Regions from separate parts of the Mus musculus genome. Here regions 2 and 3 are each linked to region 1. Evidence: chromatin contacts called from public promoter capture Hi-C data. All regions are on one chromosome and are shown on one strand. Each heading gives the region's core, a stretch centred on a gene start, on an enhancer-like site or on the middle of the called end of the contact. The rest is flanking DNA. Distances are from core to core; before and after follow the strand shown.

The links. Promoter capture Hi-C pulls out the DNA fragments that hold promoters and counts their contacts.
Region 2: a promoter capture Hi-C map of embryonic stem cells shows a contact between it and region 1, with 3 times the contacts expected there. The contact joins the promoter of Zfp976 here to the promoter of AI987944 in region 1. A contact is called at or near these places in 2 of 39 promoter capture datasets (embryonic stem cells and hippocampal neurons).
Region 3: a promoter capture Hi-C map of liver shows a contact between it and region 1, with 5 times the contacts expected there. The contact joins the promoter of Zfp715 here to the promoter of AI987944 in region 1. A contact is called at or near these places in 7 of 39 promoter capture datasets (the C10 cell line, cranial neural crest, hippocampal neurons and 3 more), 1 of 484 Hi-C or Micro-C datasets (CD4 T cells) and 1 of 115 datasets of contacts at active chromatin or transcription factors (astrocytes).

The regions. Positions count from the first base shown.
Region 1 is chr7:41,391,869-41,394,760 of GRCm38.p6, reverse strand. It overlaps AI987944 (expressed sequence AI987944), which reads left to right and starts at 1,382. Exons shown (of 5, transcript NM_001199330.1): 1 at 1,382-1,534. It overlaps Gm17102 (predicted gene 17102), which reads right to left and starts at 1,063. Exons shown (of 2, transcript NR_166533.1): 1 at 741-1,063.
Region 2 is chr7:42,641,263-42,644,154 of GRCm38.p6, reverse strand. It overlaps Zfp976 (zinc finger protein 976), which reads left to right and starts at 1,551. Exons shown (of 4, transcript NM_001242388.1): 1 at 1,551-1,675. The coding sequence starts at 1,673.
Region 3 is chr7:43,311,538-43,314,573 of GRCm38.p6, reverse strand. Zfp715 (zinc finger protein 715) reads left to right here and starts at 1,274. Exons shown (of 5, transcript NM_027264.4): 1 at 1,274-1,470.

The DNA of each region.
Region 1 (2,892 bases), core at 133-2,632:
ATGACAATTTTACCAATAGGATTGTGTTTCAACTGATTTCTTGTATAATCCCTGGACTGCCTGGTATCCTCTGGAAATTGCTTTGTTGAACAGCCTAGGCGTTGGAACCCAGGTGAAGTTGCCACATACTGGGCCACTGCAGTTTCTGTCACCCAGCGTCAGTAGATGGCATTTCCAAGGCTCCAAGGCAAATAACGGATCAGAAAATAACTGATGGCCTTGGATGAACTTCCAACTACGCAGAAATTACTCAATAAATAAATACATAAAAATAAAGAATAAAAAAGTAAAATAAAAAAATAGGCGTCTCCCAATTGCCCGAATGGGGTGTACAAACCCCATCAATTTCACCCTGTTTATCAGACAGGGTATCTCTTAACCATAATCCAGGAACCAACAGGAAGCTTACTGTTTAGAGTCTGCCATTCACCTTGGGATTCTGCAGAGGGAATGCATTTCCTGGAGACCCTAGACACAGCTGGGTCAGCCCACCCCTCCATTATCCGGGATGAAAAGAGAATTTGGGGCTTTTTCTCTTCCTCCTCCTCCTCCTCCTCCTCCTCCTCCTCCTCCTCCTCCTCCTCCTCCTCCTCCTCCTCCTCCTCCTCCTCCTCCTCCTCCTCCTCCCCTCCTCCTCATCCTCCTCCTCCTCCTCCCCCCCCCCTCCTCCTCCTCCCCCCCCCCCACCACCATTTCGGTCCAAATTAAAAGCAACAGTTTATTAAATATTAGGTACTGACCAAGAGATGGACCTGGGTCAGAAATATCCGCAGAATTTCCCAGCCGGAATAGCCCCCGGTCACATATTGTAGGGGTTTATACAGATAATCAATTTGGCCACCGCACTTTCTCACGAGGGTTACTTAGAAAAAAAAACTACAATTCCCAGAATCGCTAGAAGTTACCTGGCTCCTGGGCCGGTAACGCTTACAGGCTAATTTTGGCAATTACATACGCAAGCTTGATTTCCATTACATATCCACCTTCATTTCCGGAGGAAGAAAGGGAAGTGCCTAATGAATAAAGCAAAGGTAGTTCAAGCAAGCTCCAGATTTCCCGATTTAGAGAGCTAGGGAGGGCAGGGTCAATTCCTACAAAGGGGAGGAGCAGCCCGAGCTGACGCGGTGGGTTCTCCCCAGAGCTGGATGGGAAGACAGACGGGTATGCTTTTGGAAAACAGGCACAAGCGCTACTGAAATTCAAATCTCTGTGTATCTGCAGAAAGAATGATACTGTAGTGGAAGACCAGGCCAGCAACCAAGCGGAGTCCCATCTGCACATTCTAACCCTAAGGGAGGTTTAATGGCCAATCAGAACCTTGAGGTGGAGCTGTTCATGTTACGCAAGACTTAGTGACCAATCGGAGCCTTGGGGTGGATTTGTCAGTCAGGAGAGAAGGCGGGACCTTCCGGGTTCCTTGCGGCAGTTTCAGCTCTATAACGGACCCTGCTGGAAAAGTTCTGATTGTTTTTCTCTAAGCGCTGCTGCTGGGTGCTGTGAGGGAAGCTCTAGCAAGTTGCTAATTCGCGACATGGTGAGTGCAGAGCCACTGCCCACAGAGGGAAGGAGCAGGCAGTTGTGTAGCAGAAGTTGGTATGGTGGCTTGTCCCTGGGTCTGGGTGGTAAGTGTGGCCAGATCTGACCACCTGTTACTTCCCTTTTTGTCCTAGTCATTCCCTGAACCCAGCGGTGGGCTGTGAATAACTTCACTATGAGGGCGGCATCTGCTCAAAGCATCTGGCTCAGAGACTTGTGTGTGGAAACATCCTTAGCAGGATGTCAAACTCAGAGAGGCCTAGTTTCTCTACTTCTAAAAGTTAACTCCCCCATCATTTAACATTTAGCTGTAAGACCTATTTGGAGTTAATTCTGTAGAAGTTATAAAAGGCATCTCATGTTGGGTAGCACTCCCATATCAAACTGTGGTGTAGAAGAGTAGAATTGATGATGTTAAAGGATTTACCAATGCTTAGGAGATAGTTAAGCGACAGCAAGTAGAGTTTAGCTGAGGGAGGAATGCCTCTGAGACACCCTACAGATAAGTAGTGTGCTAACCAGACCCGTTAGAGATCAGGATGCTAGGATAGATATATTTGTTCACTAGGATTGTCCAGAAAAGTGCTCCAGTGCTTAACAAAGGAGGCTACTCTGATTGACAACCAGCCACTAGGGCCATCCTCATAGCAAAGAACTGGCTGCTCAAGGGAGCGTTATAGAGTCCCAATCAACATTAAAGGCTGTTTATCACAAAGTGCTGCTAGTTTTCTTCTTGAGAAAAAGCATAGTTCTGCCATATTCGCAGGAGAACACCGGCTGGCAACTCTTTGAAAAGGGAAAACACTGTTGGGTCCAGGACTGGCTTGATCAAGCAAGGCTTTCTGTGAGGCCCTTATGTATAGAAAATGGCATAGCTCTTTCTCAAACCCAGGAACATGCTTGACAGAGCCAGGTAGGCCCTCATGTATTGAGAGTAAAATAGAACTTTTCTTTTTCTTTTTCCTTTTTTTCTTCCTTTGTCTTTATTATTAGTAGTAATTATTTTACTTATTTACATTCAAATGTTGTCCCTTCCTGGTCTCCCCTCCACAACCTCCATCCCATCCCCTCCCCTTTGCCTCTATGAGGGTTCCTACCCACTCACCCACTCCTGCCTCACCCTTCTAGCATCCCCCCCTACCCCCAGGGGGGCAACAAGCTTCCACAAGACCAAGCTCCTCCCCTCCCATTGATGTTAGTTAAGGCAGTCCTCTGCTACTGCTACATATGTAGCAGGAGCCATGAACCCACTCATATATACTCTTTGGTTGGTGGTTTAGTTCCTGGGGGCACTGATGGGTCTTGTACTGGCTAGTTTTGTGTCAACTTGACACAGCTGGAGTTATCACAGAAAAA
Region 2 (2,892 bases), core at 302-2,801, 1.2 Mb before region 1:
AGTTCCGGTACTGTGAAGGATTTTTCATGATTATATCTTTTTAGGTTGTAAACTCTTTTTTAAATCTGGATCATTTGAAGTGAAAAGAGATATCTTTAATCTAGGCCACAGCTTCTGGTGGCAGACTACATTTATAAAGGTCACTGAAGATGGTAATTCTTTCTCCTGTTCTTCATGTCTTACCCTGACCAGCAAGCTCAGTTTTTGGAAAACTGGCCTACTTATTCCTAATTGTGATGTAGACTGAAGACCAGCAGTGTCATCCAGCCACATGGACTGAGCCACTACTATATTCTTCATCTGTCCATTTGCAGACAGCCATTGTTGGACTGGTTGGACCACAGCTTACAAGCCATTCCAATAAATCCACTTTCTACATGTACAGAGAGATCCGTTCTATCAGTTTTGTCCATTAGGATACCTTTATTAATACAGCTGTGGGTTTTTTCCTCTTCGCACTAAGGAAGATGTGCTGGCTAGCAATAGTGTTGTGTAGAGTTTCTCATCTCTTTCCTGCTTTTCTCCTGGGGCTGTGTAAAGTCTGATGCCTACCAGGTGAAACATAGCTGCAGTTTACCTGACCCGACCATGAAACCACAGAACAAAAATCTTAGTGTTTCCTAAAAATCTCCTCAATTGTCAATATTCTGGGTGCCCTTCCCCTATGGACTGGATTGTTTATTACACTGCAAGTTAAATAATGGGCCCTGCAAGCTATCTGCCTTGATTACAGGAGGGAGAAGGGGAGTGCTGGAAGCCAGAAGCAAGACTTTCCCTCCCCCCTGCTGCTTGAGGAATTCTCAGTTTGCAGAAGCCTTTCCCTTCCCCCTGCTCCTTGCCCTTTCCCTGCTGATATAAACAAGCCTTTCCCTGCCAGTGTAAAGAAGCTCAAGACTGCCTGCCCCCTTCCCCATCTGAGGGGACTGTCTAATGGTCAAAATGACCACAACTGCCATAGCAAGACTAGCTGTTCTCAAAAATTTGCTATAACAATAAAAACGGTCCCTGGGACCCCGGCCTCAGTTTGAATTCTAAGATAAACCGACCTTGCTGACAAAGTTTCTGACATCGCTGGCTGACACCAAAAGTAAAAAACATAACTGTTACTTTGCTGGCCAACATTGATAAAGTTGTGTAACCCTCCCTCCATGCCCCACAAATAAAGAGTAGTTAAAAAAAACAAAAAACTGTAGTTTAAGCAGTTGGGATTTACTCTCCCTGCGAGGCTGAGCAACCCTGTGCGCATTGGAATAAAAACCTGTCTTGCCATTGCAGCGATCTATTGTCAAGCTGTGTCTCTAGGGGTCGCGTTCTCAACATTTGGGCCCCTGGGGTCCTAGCACAACCCCTTTGCTTTATCCCATCAGTGCACTCTCACCCTATTATCTGGAAAACGGTCGGCCCTGGAACAGCAACGTGGGCCAGGAATCATTAAACTGAGTCCCTTCATCACACACTAACCTTAAGGGAGTTGCTTATGTCATTCAAGACTCGCTGGCCAATCACGGCCTCCAGTCTGACCTGCCAGTCAGAAGTGGAGGCGGGTGCTTCCCGGTGCTATGCTGCCGGTTCCAAACTATATCTGAGGAGTGTGGTGTGGTTTGTGTGTCCTGCTCTGTGTGCTACTGCTGGGTGCTGTGAGGGGAATTCAGACGAGCTCAGACCTCGCGACATGGTGAGTATATGGCAGCTGCTTCCAATGGGAAGGGGCAGGCGATTGAACAACTGGAGCGAGTATGGTGAGTCCTCCCTGGGGCAGGGTGCGCACCGCGAACCTCAGGTATACAGGGCCACTTGTGAGGTCTTTTGTGGTCTTAGCTGCTCTGAAAAACTCTGCTCTGGGGCTTCATCTGCGCGAATATTTAAGCATGGGCTTGTGTGTTGAAACCTTCTTGGCAAGATGGCAAACACAGAAATGCCTAGTTTCTCCAGTATCTTCTACAATTTTGTTTGTTTGGTTGGTTGGTTCTTTATAACTTTTGGATATTACCCCTTATTGGCTATAGGGTTGGTGAACATCTTTTCTCAGTTTGTAGGCTACTGTTTTGTCCTATTGACAGTGTCCTTTCCCTTACAGAAGCTTTTCATTTTCTAGAAATGTATTAACTGTTGGTCTTAGAGCCTGAGCCATTGGTGTTCTGCTCAGGAAATTCTGTGTCCTGTACCAATGCATTCAAGGGTATTTCCTACTTTGTCTGCTGTTAGATTCAGTGTAGCTGGTTTTATGTGAGGTCCTTGATCCATCCTGTGCAGGGTGATTCTTCTATACACACAGCCAGTTAGACCAGAACATTTGTTCACCGTGCTTTCTTTTTCTATTCTATGGTTTTGGCTTCTTTGCCTAAGAAGTGTCCATAGGTGTATGAGTTCATTTCTGGGTATTCGATTCCACTGATCTGCCTGTCTGTACTGATACCATTTGGTTTCTATCACTATTGCTATGTAGTACAGCTTGAGATCACGAATTGTGATGCCTCCAGAAGTTTTTTTATGGTTCGGGATTTTTTGGGCTATCCTGGGAGTGTTTGTTCTTCCATATGAGGTAGAGATTTCCACTTTCTATTTTTTTTGAGATTTAGTTATTTGTTATATATAAGTACGCTCTAGCTGTCTTCAGGCACACCAGAAAAAGGCTTCAGATCTCATTACAGATGGTTGTAAGCAATTATGTGGTTAATGGGATTTGAACTCAGGACCTCTGGAAGAACAGTCAATAATTTTAAATGCTGAGCTATCTCTCCAGCCTGAGACTTGCAACTTCAATGTGTGTAGAAAATTGTGTTTGAATTTTGAGGGGAATTGCATTGACTTTGTAGATTGCTTTTGGTACCATGGCCATACTGACTATGTTTTTTGGTTGTCTGTTTTTCAAAACTGGTTTTTCTGGGTGAT
Region 3 (3,036 bases), core at 25-2,524, 1.9 Mb before region 1:
TGGCTCACAACCATCAATACAGCTACAGTATACTCATATACATAAAATAAAGAAAGAAACCTTAAAAAAAAAGTCTTTAGATATTCCCAGATGCTTTCTGTCTTGGAAATCGAAAGTTTCTGTTAACCCATTAAAGGTTTTTTTTTTTTTCTTTCTCAAAAGCTTGCATAATTTAGGAAAATACAATTTTAAAACAATGGAGATCTATCTTGCCTAGTTTATCTTTCCACAATAGCAAAATGGGAGCTATGAGATTATATTCAGTTATGTAGCCCAGGTTGGCCTCAGACTCAGAGATCTGCCTTCCTCTGCCTCCAGAGTACTGGAATTAAAGGTATGAGCCAACTTCTTGATCAAGATTTAATTCTTTTTTTTTTTTTTTTGGCAGGATTTCTCCTGGCTGTCCTGGAACTTTCTCTATAGACTAGGCTGGCCTTGAACTCAGAGGTCTGCCTGACTCTCTCTACAGAGTGTTGGGACTAAAGACGTGTACCATCTCCACTGGGCAAGATATAAATTTTTATTTTATGTGTATGGGTGTTTTATCTGCACGAGTGTCTGTGTACCACTAGTGTGCTCGGTGTCTTTGGAGGTCAGAAGAGAGCGTCCGCTTGGAACAGGAGTTACAGATAGTTGTGAGCTGACGTGTGAGTGCTGGAATTGAGCCCTTAAGAGCAGTTTGGGCACTTACCTGTTAAGCTACCTCTCTATCATATCATCCCTTCTCCCCTGCAGAATTAGGTTTAAATAGAAAGCAAGAGGTATGTAACTAAGCAGTCTTACCAAGCAATCTTAGTTTGTGGCCCCTCGCTATCATTGTCTCCGACTGAAGTCTGTCCTGCAAAGTGGTCTAGGAAGTTGTCAGAACGGTGTGAAATCTGTTTTCCTGTGACAAGTCCCTGCTCTGACTGCCTCCTGGCTTCAGCACATCCTTTCTCCCATCATGGAATTTCTATTTCTGTGTTCCATTGTCTCAATAGTCTGTAGAGGAAGGGGCACAGAATGTCTCTTTAGACTATCATATTCCTGCCAGGCCTGTCACACCATATGGGAGACAGCTTTCAGACTTCCACTCAAAGGCGTTGCATTTAGCTGCCCGCCCACATGGAATCAAAGTTCCTGGATGGTGGCCTCCAACGTCCGGAGCTCACTCACGCCGCCACCACAGTTTCCAAGGAAACTGGAACCACCCGGTCTGCCATGCTGACTGCTGGCAGGCACACTCGGGTCAAAAGTGTTAGTGGGCATGCGCATTATTCTACTGGGCGTGGACATGTCCTGCCGGAAATCTAAAAGACACCGGAAATAGAGTGGCCGTGAAACCTTAAATGTTGTAGTCATTCGAGTGTTACTTCGCTGGCGGGTCCGCGAGGTGGTTTGGAACTTTTCCATCCGGGACTCTTCGGCTTCCGTGGGCGGAAGTCGCCGTCAGGCGTGCCGTGTGCAGAGCTCTCGGCCGGGCAGTGTGAGGTGAGTGGCGGCGGCGGCGGCGCAGGGGGTGGGAGGACGCAGTGCTGTGCCGAGCGCTGGTTTGTGCTGAAGGACTGGGCTGAGGCGGCTGCCGGGGCTCGTCAGATGGGGTGGGGGTCGCGTGGTGCGCTTTCACCCTGTTCCCGAGGGTTTCCCGTATCTTGGGTGTTTTGTCACTTCCCAATGTGCTCTCCTGTGGGTTTTCACGCAGTCGTCCATGAAAGTTGTCAGCTGAGGCCATTAGGGGGCGGGACTCAGTGAGTGGGCGCTGCACGCAGCGGGTCCCCGGGTGGGAGTCGGGAGCTTAAGGGCGAAGACTTTGAGGTGGCCTGTGCCCCACTCAAGCCGTGATTGGCGTAGGGGTCAGCAGAGGCAGCGATGGAGCCTAGGGCGGGAGTGGGATGCTTGTGAGGGCGACTCTGGTCGTTAGTGTTGGCGTGGCCAGTGACTGTGGCTTGATTCCGGTTAGCACTATGTGAAGAAAATCCCGTCGGCTTGACCAAAGTAGCAAGTGTCAAGACCACAGGTGTCGGAACTGCGAGTGCTCAGGCTCTCACGGATGAGGGAGGGAGAGAGGGAGGGAGGGAGGGGGTCCCACGCTTTGCATGCTGCCTAGTTATCTAGGCTGCTGAGCTCAAGAGATTTCTTCTAAGGTCCGTAAAAGTAGGGAATCTTGTTTTATGGGCTGCTTTTGGGTCTCCTTTTCCAACTAATTCGTTCCTACCTCTGGATGACCAGCATTATTGAAGGAATGATCCCAAATATTAAAAACACTTTCACTCTTTGGGGCACATTAGAGTCATACTTGGGAATCCTTTGGACATTATGTGCATCAGTGCTTGCCTGTCTTTGGGATCCTATACAGACGTTAAAGATCACTGGTTGGCAGTTGACCAAAATAATATTGGGCCGTTTTATTTGTACCCTAATGTTTGTGTTGATTTGGAGTGCTTAAAAAACTGTGTATTGGTCTGAGAGGAGTAAGTAGCTCATATCTTTAAATCCCAGCACTAATGGGGCCCAGGCAGTGAAAGTTAAAGGCTAGCCTGGTCTACATAGCAAGTTCAGGATAGCCAGAGCTAAATAATAGACCTTGTCTCAAATACAGACACACACACACACACACACACACTTACACATGGGAGCGGGGGAGGGGGCACACAGACAGACATGGAGTGGGGGAGTGAGGATTGGATAAGCCTGTTTTTCTTAATGTGTCTGTGTAGACGGGGAAATGTCTAGAAACTCACGCTACAATCAAAATTGGCTGTCATCCTGAGCGCTTTGTGCAACAGGAAACAGGAATGCTGTTTTTAGATGCTGACTACAGAAGGGACTGCATAGATATGGTGGCCAGGGTGTTCCTTAGAATGAAAACAGCTCGAATATGTACCCCTGTTCTTCTATTTAGTGACCTACGAGCAAATCAAGCAGAGTAGTAATGCATATGTGTAGCTAAAAAGTTTGTTTGAAATGCAATCAAAATTAAGTTGGCAACGTACTGATTTTTTGTAAGTATTTTACTTCCTTTCAGGCAGGTGCTGAGGGCTTAGTGAGCCTTCCCTA